2 separate regions of the Mus musculus genome follow, and region 2 is linked to region 1. Evidence: chromatin contacts called from public HiChIP or PLAC-seq data. All regions are on one chromosome and are shown on one strand. The core of a region is the stretch at or near the end of the contact, and the rest is flanking DNA. Distances in the headings are between cores, read along the strand shown. Region 1 holds the start of Ppp3ca (protein phosphatase 3, catalytic subunit, alpha isoform). Region 2 holds the start of Rap1gds1 (RAP1, GTP-GDP dissociation stimulator 1).

Region 1 (6,125 bases), core at 2,674-5,173:
TGCATGCTCCAATAAATGATAAATAAATAAATGGATCAAATTATACTGGTTCTCAACAAACAGAAAGCCAAAATGTTTTCTCTGAAGTCTAACAACTTTTAAATTTGTTTTTTTTTTTTTTTTAACTTCAGAACAGTCAAAGAAAGCAACAGATGATTTTATAGTTGAGGTAATGTTTCTGGAAATAATCTTAAGTTCGTCTCTTCGGCCACCATTCCTCTTTCCTTCTAGAAGTTTAAACACTCTGTGCATGATATAGCAGTCTCAACAAGCCTCCACACTGCCTTAGTTGAAGGTAAAACTCAACCTACCTTTCTAAGGTTGCACTCTTGAAGCACAAACCAAGAGAGCTGTAGAAAGCTGTCCTCAAATGACTATAAACAAAACCACAAGCACAGAGTCATTTGTAAAGAGCAATTTGTCATCCGGCAAAAGCCAGATCACAGCCATAAAGATAACTGTAGGAAAAAGCCAAGGCATGCCAAAGGACCACTCTGACTATTCCTATATGCATCAAATAAGGCTACAGGTACTTTTTATAAGAGGAGACAAGACCTAAAGAACAGAGATAGCTCCTCAGAGATAAACCGTTTCCTCTGTTGAGAAATGACTTCAAGAATGACAATTGACATAAAGGTTTCAGAAAACAGGGACTAAAATAATGTTTTCGTGTACTGCATACTATGTGCATTTTAAAATAAAAATATATTCTTTAAATTTTTTCCACTCAGCATACGTGTTGCTTTCCACTTGTTAAATAGGGATATAATATTCAAAGGGATCAAAATAGATGGCCATCTCAAAATACTAATCCTGAAAATCTTATGCATGACAAAATGTTGTCTGGAAGCTGTGTCAGGACTTTTAAACCAATGACATAAAATGTGAAGGGAAAAAAAAAAAAGCCCAAGAGAAGCCAAGCCACGGCAGCATGCCCATCTGAAACTCAGGAGTCATCAATATTTTTTTTTCTGTAAACAAAATCTTCCAGTAGAATCCCTATCCAAACAAGTGTGGGATTAGAGTACTGTTTCCTATTTTGAATCTACATTCCGCACATATATATCACTTCTGAAAAAAATACAGAAATCACAATTTTGGAGTTCTGGGTGTGCCTATGTACTACTGGAGGAAGTCATTTATAAAACTCGACACTGAAACATGAGGCCAAAGAACCATGGCATGGTTGGAGACTGGCTCTGCTTATTAACTGGTAAACATATCAAGCAATTAGTTTTACATAGCTTACTTGATGACAATAACAATCTAAATCCACACTTTAGAAATCCACGTTTGACATCTAAACAGGGAATGTGACAGGACTTTTTTTTCTACCAACACATAGTATCATCTTTGTAAACTATTACTTTGTTTAGGAAACAAAGTATCTTTGCATTGGAGCTATGCCTAAACGTCACACATTAAGGAGATACTTGCTGATCATTGCACAAGACAGCGGTGCATCTGAGGCTTTATCACCTTTTTTTTTTACAGAGCTTTTCCTATTCCATCTTTATTTTGACGGCTCTATGAATCCTACTTTTAAGTAGGAATGGTTCCAACATAACCAAAAGGAGAGAAAATATTTTATTCTCTCACAAAAGAAAACATAACACACACGCACGCACGCGCGCACGCACACACAGCACAGCACAACACAACTCAAAACTTTAAAATCTGAGCAAACGTAGGAGCGAGTATCCTTTCTAAAGCTCCAAAGAACATGGATCATGTCTTAGGGAGGGCGCTGGGTTACTTTCACCTAAGTGTTCCTGGAGCAAATGACTTGATTGCTTTGCACTCTAGCTAAGTGCTCTGCTGCATAAGATACTGTTTCTGATCACACACACACACACACACACACACACACACACACACACACACACACACACACACACACACCGCCCCCATCACTCCTTCCAGTTTCAGAGGCCCGCTCTGCACAGGCTAGTGCCCATCTCAGCTTTGCTCAGAACCCTGACCCCAAGAATAAGTGTCACTACTTAATCCTTTCGAATCTGCAGTTCCTCTTCCCCGTTCCACATTGGAATACAGTGAGGATGGTGGGGATAGAAAGGGCAACCACGTTGTCCCCTTCCTCACCCCACGAATCCCCCTGGCTTCTCCTAGCCAGCAACCCAGAGCCATCCCTGCCAGTTATACACATACAAATCACCCCTAGCAATAAAGACAACCAAATAGCCCGTAACCAAGGGGGTGCTAGGAGCTTGGGGGAAGGGAGCACGGTGAGCTTCCCACCCTAAAGGTGTGCACCAGCGGGGAACCCTTTAAGAGCAATGACAGGTCGGCGGCAGTCAGCCGTGGGTGGCAAGGGAGGTCGACAGAGGATCGCCACCGCTCGCGTCGCTCCAGGCCTGCGGGGAAATCCCGGGGCGGCAGCGGGGGCTCCGGTCGTCCCCCGCCTGGAGCTGCCCCCACGCGGCCCCGGTCCCCCCGCCCCCGCGGCGCGCGGCAGCCGGAGCTGGGCTCCCCCCACGCTCTCCCGCTCTCTCGCGAGTCCTGTGCAGGCCCTTCCCGCGGAGGGGGAGGGGGCGCCCAGGGAACTGCTGCAATGGAGCGCCTGGAGCAATGTGCCGGGGCGAGCCAGTCCGCGGCAAGCCATGGCCACATTAAAATGCCCTATTAATTTTTTAAAAGCCATAAATCACCTCCCCTCCCTCTACAAAGAGCAAACCATAAACCCGATCCCATGCAAGCCCGCGAGCAGCCACCCACTTCCTATTTCTGTCACAGCAGCTACACCCTGCCAGCAGTCACCCCCCCCCCCGGGCGCCCCCTCCCGCCACCGCCACCCCCGCCACCGCCTCCCAGCCACTCAGCCATTTGCCAACTGCTGCCCCCCGTCCACGAAAACAAACAAATAAATACATAAATAAAAATAAATGCCCCGATTAGGGCCGGGTGGGCGGTGTGGGGGCAGGGCGCGGCGAAGGAAGGGATCGCCTCTTGCAGGAGATCCTAGAAGGTCCCCGGCGCTAGCCGGAGAGGGACGACCGGGGCGGGGGAGGGGAGGACAGTCGCCTGCGGCACTCGGTGCACCCCGGGCCGACGCGGCGCTGCGCTTACCTTTCACCACCCTGTCGGTCGTCGACAACTTGGGATCAATCGCCTTGGGCTCGGACATCTCCAGCCACCGGGAGGGGGGGACAGCGACGCGCTGCTCGTCCCGTCCGACTGCACACCCCGACCGCACCGGCGGGCCAGACACTCAGCGCCGCCGCCGCCGCGCTGCAAACCGCTCGGCTGGAGCTCTGGGCTCTGGGCTGGCTCGAAAGTTACTGCCGGCTCCGCGCGTCCCTCCTCCGCCGCCGCCGCCTTCACTCCTCCTCCGCCGCCGCCAGCCCCGCCGCCTCGCTCCGGGCTGCGCGTGTGTGCTGGTTATTTATTTATTTTCTGAGCACGCCTCCCGGTTCTTCTTTTATTCTTGGGGACGGGGCGGGGGATGGGGAGGAGAAGCACACGCGAGCACCCACCCCGGCACCGACACCGGGCGCCGCGCAATGGAGCCCCCACGCGCGCACACGGTCGGGATTAAGACCGATCACATGGGGAGGGCCGGGGGCGAGGGAGGAGAGGCAGGGCCGCGGATGTCAGCGCCGCCAGCCGCGCCTCGGCTTCCCGGTGCTGGAGAGGCGGCTGCCGCTGCGGCCGCCGCTGCTTCCCCACGCCGATTGTCGCCGGGCGCCGCCGGGGCCGCGGCAGCCGTAGACGTCCCGCCGCCGCGCTCGTCCGCGATCCTCCTCTGCCTCGCGGCGCCGCTGCTTCTCCACGCACAGGCAACAGCCGCTGAGCTCGGTGGACACAGTCCGGGGCACAACCTCGCCTCCGCCGCCGCGCCGGCCGCCGCCACCACCGCGCCCGCCTCCGCCTCCTCCCCTTCCTCCTCACCGCCCCCGCCTCCAGCGCCCTGGCCACCTCCTCCTCGGGGTCCGCCTTAGGGCCCGCCCCACGTTGCACCTCGCAAGCTCATTGGCTGGAGAGCGCGTCCCTCATCGCTAAGGCGGTGGTCTGGGTGACCGCCCCGCCCCCTGCTCTGTTTTCTTCAGGGTGCCAGTCAGTCCCGTGGGCCTGCTGCCTCCACCGCCCTGTGACCGCTCAAGTGTCACTGGAGTGGGCAGGGAGGAGGGAGGCTGGACTGGGAGTAGGGGCCGGGAGGAGCTGGGCTGCTGCGTGCCCCCGCGCCTGCCCACTCCCGAAGTCCTGCACACACTCCCGGGTGGGTCTCGGCCGCTCCGAGTGTGTGAGTGGCCCGCAGTAGTGAGTTCGGAGACCGAGGAAGGAGGAGCGCCGGACGCTCCCGGCCGCGGCGCAGCTGCTGTCGCTGCCGCAGCTGTCCAGGGAGGATCGCCAAGGAAGGCGACGAGTAAACAGCTTACCTTGGGGAGGCAGCTCTGCCTGAGCTAGGTGGACGGGGATTACTGATGGTGGGGTGGTTAGGACGCGTGCACAACTTCACGGGAAGAAACGAAAGTGTGTTTGGGGCGCTGCGGGACGCGGTGGCTGGCTGGCTAGCTATCCAAGGTGGATGGGAACAGACTGGAGCCTATGCGACCCTGGCTGTGCTCAGTGACCCTGGATGCCCTAGGAGATAAGAGGAGTCAGAAAGACTCGGGAGAGGTCGCCTTTTCCCTGTTCACAGGAGCTAGCAGTCACTGGTGGCGATAGGTGACACTAAATTTCTTCCTGTTCCTTCCAGTCAGTCACTCAGTGATCAAGATGCATGTAGGGCCTTGGCTTGTTGCAGTTTCTCACAAGTCCCTCATAAGAAGGAAAATAAGGGACCGTGTATGAAATGCTCTTCAAAATATCTTCTGCCTCCTGAGTTCCAGGACAGCTAGAGCTATACCGAGAAACCCTGCCTCGAAAAAACAAACAAACAAACAAACAAAATATCTTCTGGGCACAGCCCTCCCCCTGGCCTACCACAACCCCAAGGACCAGCAAGGAAATTATGAAGAGAGCTGAATAAATTTCTCACCCTTGTCCTTCCTGTTTTATTTTCAAATTCCTTCAGTATCAGGGTTTTCGTATTTCCTGAATTGGACTGTAAGCTTAATAAAGGGCCTACAAAAAGGTGTGGGAAGCTGCTGGAGGCACACTCCATTAGTCCCAGCATCTGGGAGGCAGAGGCAGGAGGAGCTCTGTAAGTTCCAGGCCAGTCTGGTCTACAGACTGAGTCCCAGGACAGCCAGGACTGTCTTGGGAGGGGGCGGGGGGGGGAGTTTAGGAAGCTAGGAGATGGAGCCAGGAGAACTGATCTGGCCACAGGGATTAGATGAAACTCAAGTCCAAAAAAATACAAATTTAATAGCAAATTGGTGGCTCTGGGGCATGACAACTAGGTAGCCTCAAGGATTTTAGGACAGAGGATGTGAGAAGGCTAGCCTGCCAGTCAAAAGGAGAGATGGAGTGGATGGTCACATCCCATCCGCAAAGGGAGGCTGCCCTCGTGGCCAGATTTCTGCTGCTAAATTTGCCACCTCTAGGGTCCTTGCTTTCAATAAGATCTATATAGCCCAGTGGAATTTTCAGGGAACATGAAATTATCTACAAGAGGACTCTGTAATCTCCTCAGTTAGGGGTTGTTGCAAACAGCCTCCTGGGCTAGAGCAGAGCTAGTTGCCAAGGCAGATTTGGGAAGCTGGTCCCTGGCCAGATGGCTGGAAGAGAGGGAAGGACGCCAAGACCTGTGGGTGAGCAGGGCCTGCTTCAGGAAAGACCAGGAAACCTTATCTGGGGATCCTCACTTTGAAAGCCAAGACTCCCTCACCCCCACGCTGCTCACAGATGCAACTGTTATTTAGAGTAGCTCTCCCCTGGGCATAGGAAAGGCATCCTTGAGCTAGGATCAGGGGCTGAAATTATCAAACACATTGAAAAGTTTGATAATAGAAATAGGAACTAAAGGTAGACCTTTCAGAAACACCCTTCAGTCCATCCCAAGTCCACATAAGGTGTGTGTGGGGGGGGGGAGGGGGTGACAAATAGTAATCACTTTGCACAGCACATCTTTCTATCATCAAATACTTTTAGTGTGTGTGTGTGTGTGTGCGCGCGTGTGTTTCCCTAAGCACTGTAATGTAGATGCATATTAAGTAAAGTTG
Region 2 (6,125 bases), core at 1,048-3,547, 2.4 Mb before region 1:
AGAAAGAATTGTGTATGTTGGCACATTCCTTAATCCTATCATTGGAGAGGCCACAGGAGAACTGATATGTTTGTGAGATCATTTGGGCTACACAGTGAGTAGGCCAGCCAGGACTATATATAGCAAGACCACACTTCAAAAACAAAACAAAACAAAACAAAACAAAACAACCCAAGAGGCATTACATCATTCCTTAAATGAGCCACTTCTAGGTATAGTCCAAAAGAGTCTCACTATAGTTATGTCAATGTATTGGAGTTCAACATGATCATCATGATTGCCCTGCACTGTGCCTTTAATTGGTGAGAAAGTCGAAGGGGTGGCTTGTGGATGCAAGAGGAGCACAAATGATGCTTAAACTAATGCCAGGTGGGAGGACAAAAACCCAGCTGCCTTTCCAATTTCAATGCATACATGCAAATGAAAGCTAGACATACCCTGAAATTATTGTGATATGTAATTAGCAAAGGAAGTAACAGGAAACTTAAAGCAACTTGAAACAGAGAATGTAGAAGACATTTGTGAAAATTAAGGAAAGAGAGAGAGAGAGATCAACCATGTGAAGCAATAGAAAGACCTAGCATGGTCTTTTGCAAACATTTGGGAAAAAGAAGCAGAACAAGGCACGTGCATGTTTGTAGACTTGGGGGGGGGGGTGGTCTTACTGACTGAACTGTGCCCAGCCATCGAGCAGAAATCCCTAAGACATCGGAATGTGACCTTGTTCAGAAATCAGGTCATTGCAGACACCAGAGTCAAGATTGGGAGTGGCCTTCCCGATCTTCATGACCAGTGTCCTTATAAATAAGGGAAAACTGGACACATAAGCACGTAGGGAAAATATGTGAAAGCTAGAGTCATATTGCTACAAGGCAAGGAAGAGGTACCCTCAGAAGATGTGTGGTCCTGCCCTGGTTTGTCTTCTGGGCCCCAGATGCTCAGTAATTTTGTTTGAACCCTGTGTATAGAGATTATTACAACAATCCTAACAGCCTTCTGCAAGATGAATTATAGGCAAACAGGAAGAGTAGTTTTCTTCCAAGAACGGGTGTTTAACATCTGTATCAGTCTATGCCTGAGCTGCTGTAAATAGATCACACCTGTCTTTAATTATGTTGCATTTTTATTTCAGAAAAAATCACATAAAATCCCAGTACCTAACATATCGAGATGCTCTTGTGATCTGTGCCTGTAATATTAGCGACTGGTCTGTGAGAGTCACAGATGAAGAAACAGCCCCTTCTGGCAGCAAGAGTTGCAGCTCCTCTTCCTACAGATCGCCACAGGCCTGGGATAAAGTCCAGGCAGGCAGGGGTCAGGACACGTGCAGGTCTCCTACTGTCTCTTCTTCTTCCTTCTCCCCCTCCTTCTTTTATTTTACGTTATTATTATTATTTATTTTTTTGGTTTTTCACAGGCGGATTTCTGAGTTCCAGGCCAGCTGGTCTACAAAGTGAGTTCCAGGACTGCCAGGGCTACACAGAGAAATCCTACTGCCTCTTCTTGGTGCAGAGCCCAGTCTGGGACCCCGAGCCCCGCGAGAGCATGTGGGAGCATTTCGGTCACAGTCCCCGGGCGGCTCGTCATCCACCGAGTTACCCCCGCCCGTAGGTGGACTTTCAGTGTTTCTGATCTCAGCACGTCTTTCCTCCCTGGCACAGCCGGAGTGCGGCGGACACAGCCTGTAGGGTCCCGCCCGACGGGTTAAAGGGCTTTAGGCACTGGCTCGCCGAGGGTGACCTTGCGACCGCTCTCCGCTGGACCGGCTTTCCCGCCAGCCCCGCAGGACAGCCTGATGCGCCCTGGGGACGCGCCCGCGGACATCTACGTCCTCCTGCTCCGCCACCCCGCACATGCTCGCCTGGGGCGTGCGCTGCCAGGCACGCTCCGGGCTGAGACTTCCTCCCGGGAGGCTCCGTCCCAGCAGCCCGGAGATCTGAGCCCTGCTTCCGCCCCTCGAGCAACAGCCACCGAGCTGTACCGCTCCGGTCTGTAGACGCACAGCCCCCGGCGGGCTAAGCCTCGCCGGCCGTGGGCAGGAGGCAGCACTGGCCGCACTGAGCATGCTCGGCGGAGAGGGCGGGGCGCTCGGCGGAGAGGGCGGGGCGCTCGGCCGCGCGTCGGGAGGGCGCTCCTCAGGACGGCTCGGCGCCTCCGCGCCAGCCCGCCCGCCCGCCCGCCCGCACGTTCGCTCGCTCGCTCGCTCGCAGCCGCGCCCGCCGCAGGCTGCGCCCGGCCGCCCCGCCCCGCCCCGCCCCGCCCCCCGCCGCTCGTCCCCGCCGCGGCCGCGCCGCCCGCAGCCGCAGCCGCTGCTCCTCCCCGGCGGCCGCCCCCCGCGGGTCCCTCCCTGGCTGCGGGAGACGCGGAGGTAGAGGGAGGACGCCGCCGCCGCTGAGCCGCGCCGCCCGCACCCGAACCCTTCGCCTCGCCCTGCCGGTCCTCACTCTGTGGGAGGAACATGGGTGAGTCCTGCCGGCCGTCATCGCCTGACATTTTCTTTTCTCCCCCTCGGCGTGCTGCAGGGTGGCAGTGCATCTCTCCTGCAAACTTGCCGGGGTCCCCGGGTCCGCGAGGTGCGGGGCGGCGGCCCTCCCAGGGGGAAGGCGGGCGCACGAGGGCGGCCGGGCCGGCGGGGTCGCGCACGGGGTGGGGTCGGCGGCGGGCTCCGCGCTCGCCTCCCCTCCTCCACGCTTCCTGCCGGCACCGGGCCGCGCGGGGCGTCCCCGGGGCTGGGAGGCCGCGGTGCTGCAGGCTCGGTCCCACGGCGAGCCCGACCACTTGGCGGAACTTCCTTCCCGTGGGCGCGATCGCTCCCTCCCCGGCCTGCCGACGGCCGGCGCCGGTGCGGGGAGAGCCGGCAAGTAGTTTGGGAGGGCGATGGCCAGCCGAGTGCCGAGCGGACAGTCTCCAAGGTGGAGGTGGCGACTCGCCCGCCGCCGCCGTGGGCAGCGCGAGGCTGGCGGGAGCCGCTAGCTGTTGAATTAGTGTTGGGAGACTACGGCGTGCACAGTTCCGGTCCTCAAGCGGTTTTCTGGATTTCTCCTGTAGCTGGAAACTGTGCCCTGTAACACATTGTTAAGGAATTTACATGCTGCCTGTTCTGCCCCAGCTGCCCCTGCCTAAATCTGTATAATCTGATTCTAGTTCCATTGTACTTATAGTTAATCCTAAAAGAATGGATACTTCAATGCAAATGTTTTATAAAACTGTTTATGTTTGAACGTGAGATTCTCCTCAGATATTGCCTACCTGTGCATAATTACAAAAGCACCGGATACAAATCTCTTCTGTAATTAAGGGCGAAAAGTTTCCTTTGATAGTAACAACTTAGATCATCTGTCCAGTACACGTTCCCCAGTTTGCTTCTATTCCATAATTTGCGTCTATCGTAATTTCCCCTTTTAAAAACTGGCTTCTTCGGCGTCCCTCCACACGGACTTTGCCCACTCCTTCTGGGCAAGTTATTTATGAGTGTGGTCCTTTCATCTGTCAACACAGTGCTCAATGCTTAGAGTTAGATCATGGCAATACAGAACCCTCCAGGAAGTATCAGAATCCTAGAAATGATGTGGTAGCCTTTCCCGGAAGACCAAATACTCTTAGCTTTGAGTCAGATCTTTGTCATTTAGTAGGAAGAGGACCGTTGGGGGAGAAGGAGGTGGTTTTAATGAAACAAAGCAGAACAAAACACCCATGCCCCTGAATTTTATTTTCACTTGTTTGTCTTCCAAGTGAGTATCACTGACAGTCGGAACATTTCTATAAAAAAAAAAAAAAAAATCGGTATCCCATTTGTTCGTCCCTTTATAGAATTTTAAAAGAATACTAATCCAGATTACAGATTAAAATCTGCGTGTTGGAAAGTTTTTAATTACACTTACAGGTTTGGTGTAGAAACAAGTCTCAGTTTTTTAAAGGTGAGATTTAGTTAAAGCTCATTTTAACTAAACGTTCAAAATGTTGAATCGGTATTTTTCCCCCAGTGGGGGTGGATATCCAAGGTCTGTTGTTGCAAATTAGGGAATAAAAATACCTAAAACAGATTAAGTTACTTAATAATCTTGCAAATCTTGAATGCTGATGGGTGATTTAAAAGGGGGGGGGGAGAGTCAAATACAAACCCACTTTATTTTGAAGCTTCTCAGAAACTCTTGTTTATGTTCCCTCCTGTTAGCACTTGGGGTACCTTGTTAGAAGTTTTGTTGTTTTGTTTAAATAGCACCCACATAATGTCTAATGGAGTTATTTGCATATCTAGTTGTTTTGAGCATTTAACTTTATGTTCAAGAAGATGACATTTTATGTCTTAAGTTTTGTGTCTTTTGTGAGAGTTTTCACATAGTAGGTGTTCAATAAAATTTGGCCAAATTATTCTTTACACTGGCATGTACTTTCTGCTCTTGAACTTGAAACGTAGGCCCTAAACGTTGGCGTGAATTGGTAGACATGGAAGTATAGAAAATGTCTTGCTGTAAGGCCTTTCACTAAACACTGGTTACATTATTGCAGGGTGTGGGTTTTGAAGGCAACCTTAGGTATATAGTTTCCTTCTATAATGCTGTTTGCAGTGATTAAGATGTCTTTGTATGATCGAGAGGTATATACAATAATAAAACATTAAAACCTTGGAAGATAATTTTATATCTGAGCCACAGAAGTTAAGACAACTCCTAAGATATACTAATTAATGGTGGGGGAAGGGATTATTTTTTAACTGTCTTTTAAAGAAATCAATAAGGTGCATTTTATTTATTTTAGGTAGTCTGCTTTGTTTTTGTTGTCTTGGGTAGCAAACCCCAGAGCCTTGTGCATATTTGAGTCCCAGCTGGAACCCTTAAAGGGTATTTTTATGGCAATAGCTTTTCTCCATAAGAAAATGAAGAATATTTTCTATATAACCTCACAGATCCCAGCTGTGACTTTAATTACTATAAGTGTATATGTTATTGCAACCCAATATTGATCAAAACTCCATCCTATGGAGTGTACGGTGGGGAGGCAAGAATGAGTGATACAAACACACTTACGGTTTCCTATACTCTCCAGAACCATATGAGCCACAAATAACTATACTAAAAATGAGTGTGTGAGTCGCAGGAGTAAAGGCACACACCTGTATTCTCACCACAATGGAAGAAAGGCTGAGGCAGGAGGATCAAGAGGACTGGTGGGTTTGAAGCCATCCTGGGTTGCCTGGCTGGATTAAAAAGAAAAGTTATCCTGTCTCAAACAGCAACATTAAAGTCTTTATTCAACATGAGGAAATCTGCAAATGATACAAAGTATCTTTGCATATATTAGGAAGCTGTTGGGGATGCAGAGGTTTTAGAGAAATGTTATGTGAACCAAAGGTTAGTTAGGTTTCTAAACAGTAGAAATGAGAATGCTGGAAAGAGGGGTATGGGGTAAGATGAAAATAGATAGGGAAGGTTAGAGATGTTTCTAGAAAAGTTTATAAAAGGCCTTGTTTAGCTAGAGAAAAATACAGAAACGTTGGGAGACAGAAGTGAAAACGTATTACCAGTCACCAAATAGTGGTAGGTCTGAAATGCTGGGCTGAAGTTTGCACTTGTTGAGGGAGTCAACCATTAAATGTATTCATGGGGCAGAAGGTTGCTGTTCTCTTACCTGACCATAATGGTAATTTCACAGTAGTCCCTCACACTTCTTCGACATTCCCTTCTCTTATGTCTATGTTGTAGCATAGTATAGTTTGTTTGTTTTTAAACCCCTGTGGTATCTTCTATTGGAGATTCTGGTTTAACATTAGTTTTAGAGAGAGCAAAATCATCTAAACCAAAGTCTGTTTTGATTATAAATTTTACGATATTTGAAATTCAGGTTTGAAATGTGCCCAGTATCTCAGATGGCTTATATTCGTTCTGTCTCTGCATGGTGTTTTTCTTTAGTTTTCAAATGGCAGTTTCTTTCTTAACAAAGCAGCTTAAGTGTTTGGGTCAGTTTGCTAGCTATACTAGGGCTGAGATAGGGACTGTATTCAGACTGCAGAGGAATGGAATTTGCTTGGTACATTTATTTATACAGGATTGTTACTTAAAGAATTCCTGGAATTAAGCCAGGGATGAGGCTAGTGATAAAGGGGATGGCTATAAAGTGGGCTGCAA

Evidence for each region. HiChIP or PLAC-seq counts read pairs in DNA pulled down with a chosen protein or histone mark.
Region 2: an H3K27ac HiChIP or PLAC-seq map of thymic regulatory T cells shows a contact between it and region 1, with 8 times the contacts expected there. The contact joins the promoter of Rap1gds1 here to the promoter of Ppp3ca in region 1. A contact is called at or near these places in 1 of 39 promoter capture datasets (liver), 2 of 115 datasets of contacts at active chromatin or transcription factors (astrocytes and thymic regulatory T cells) and 1 of 9 other capture datasets (liver).

The regions. Positions count from the first base shown.
Region 1 is chr3:136,667,864-136,673,988 of GRCm38.p6, reverse strand. Ppp3ca (protein phosphatase 3, catalytic subunit, alpha isoform) reads right to left here and starts at 3,923. Exons shown (of 14, transcript NM_008913.5): 1 at 3,088-3,923. The coding sequence starts at 3,145.
Region 2 is chr3:139,071,373-139,077,497 of GRCm38.p6, reverse strand. It overlaps Rap1gds1 (RAP1, GTP-GDP dissociation stimulator 1), which reads left to right and starts at 2,297. Exons shown (of 15, transcript NM_001040690.2): 1 at 2,297-2,462. The coding sequence starts at 2,459.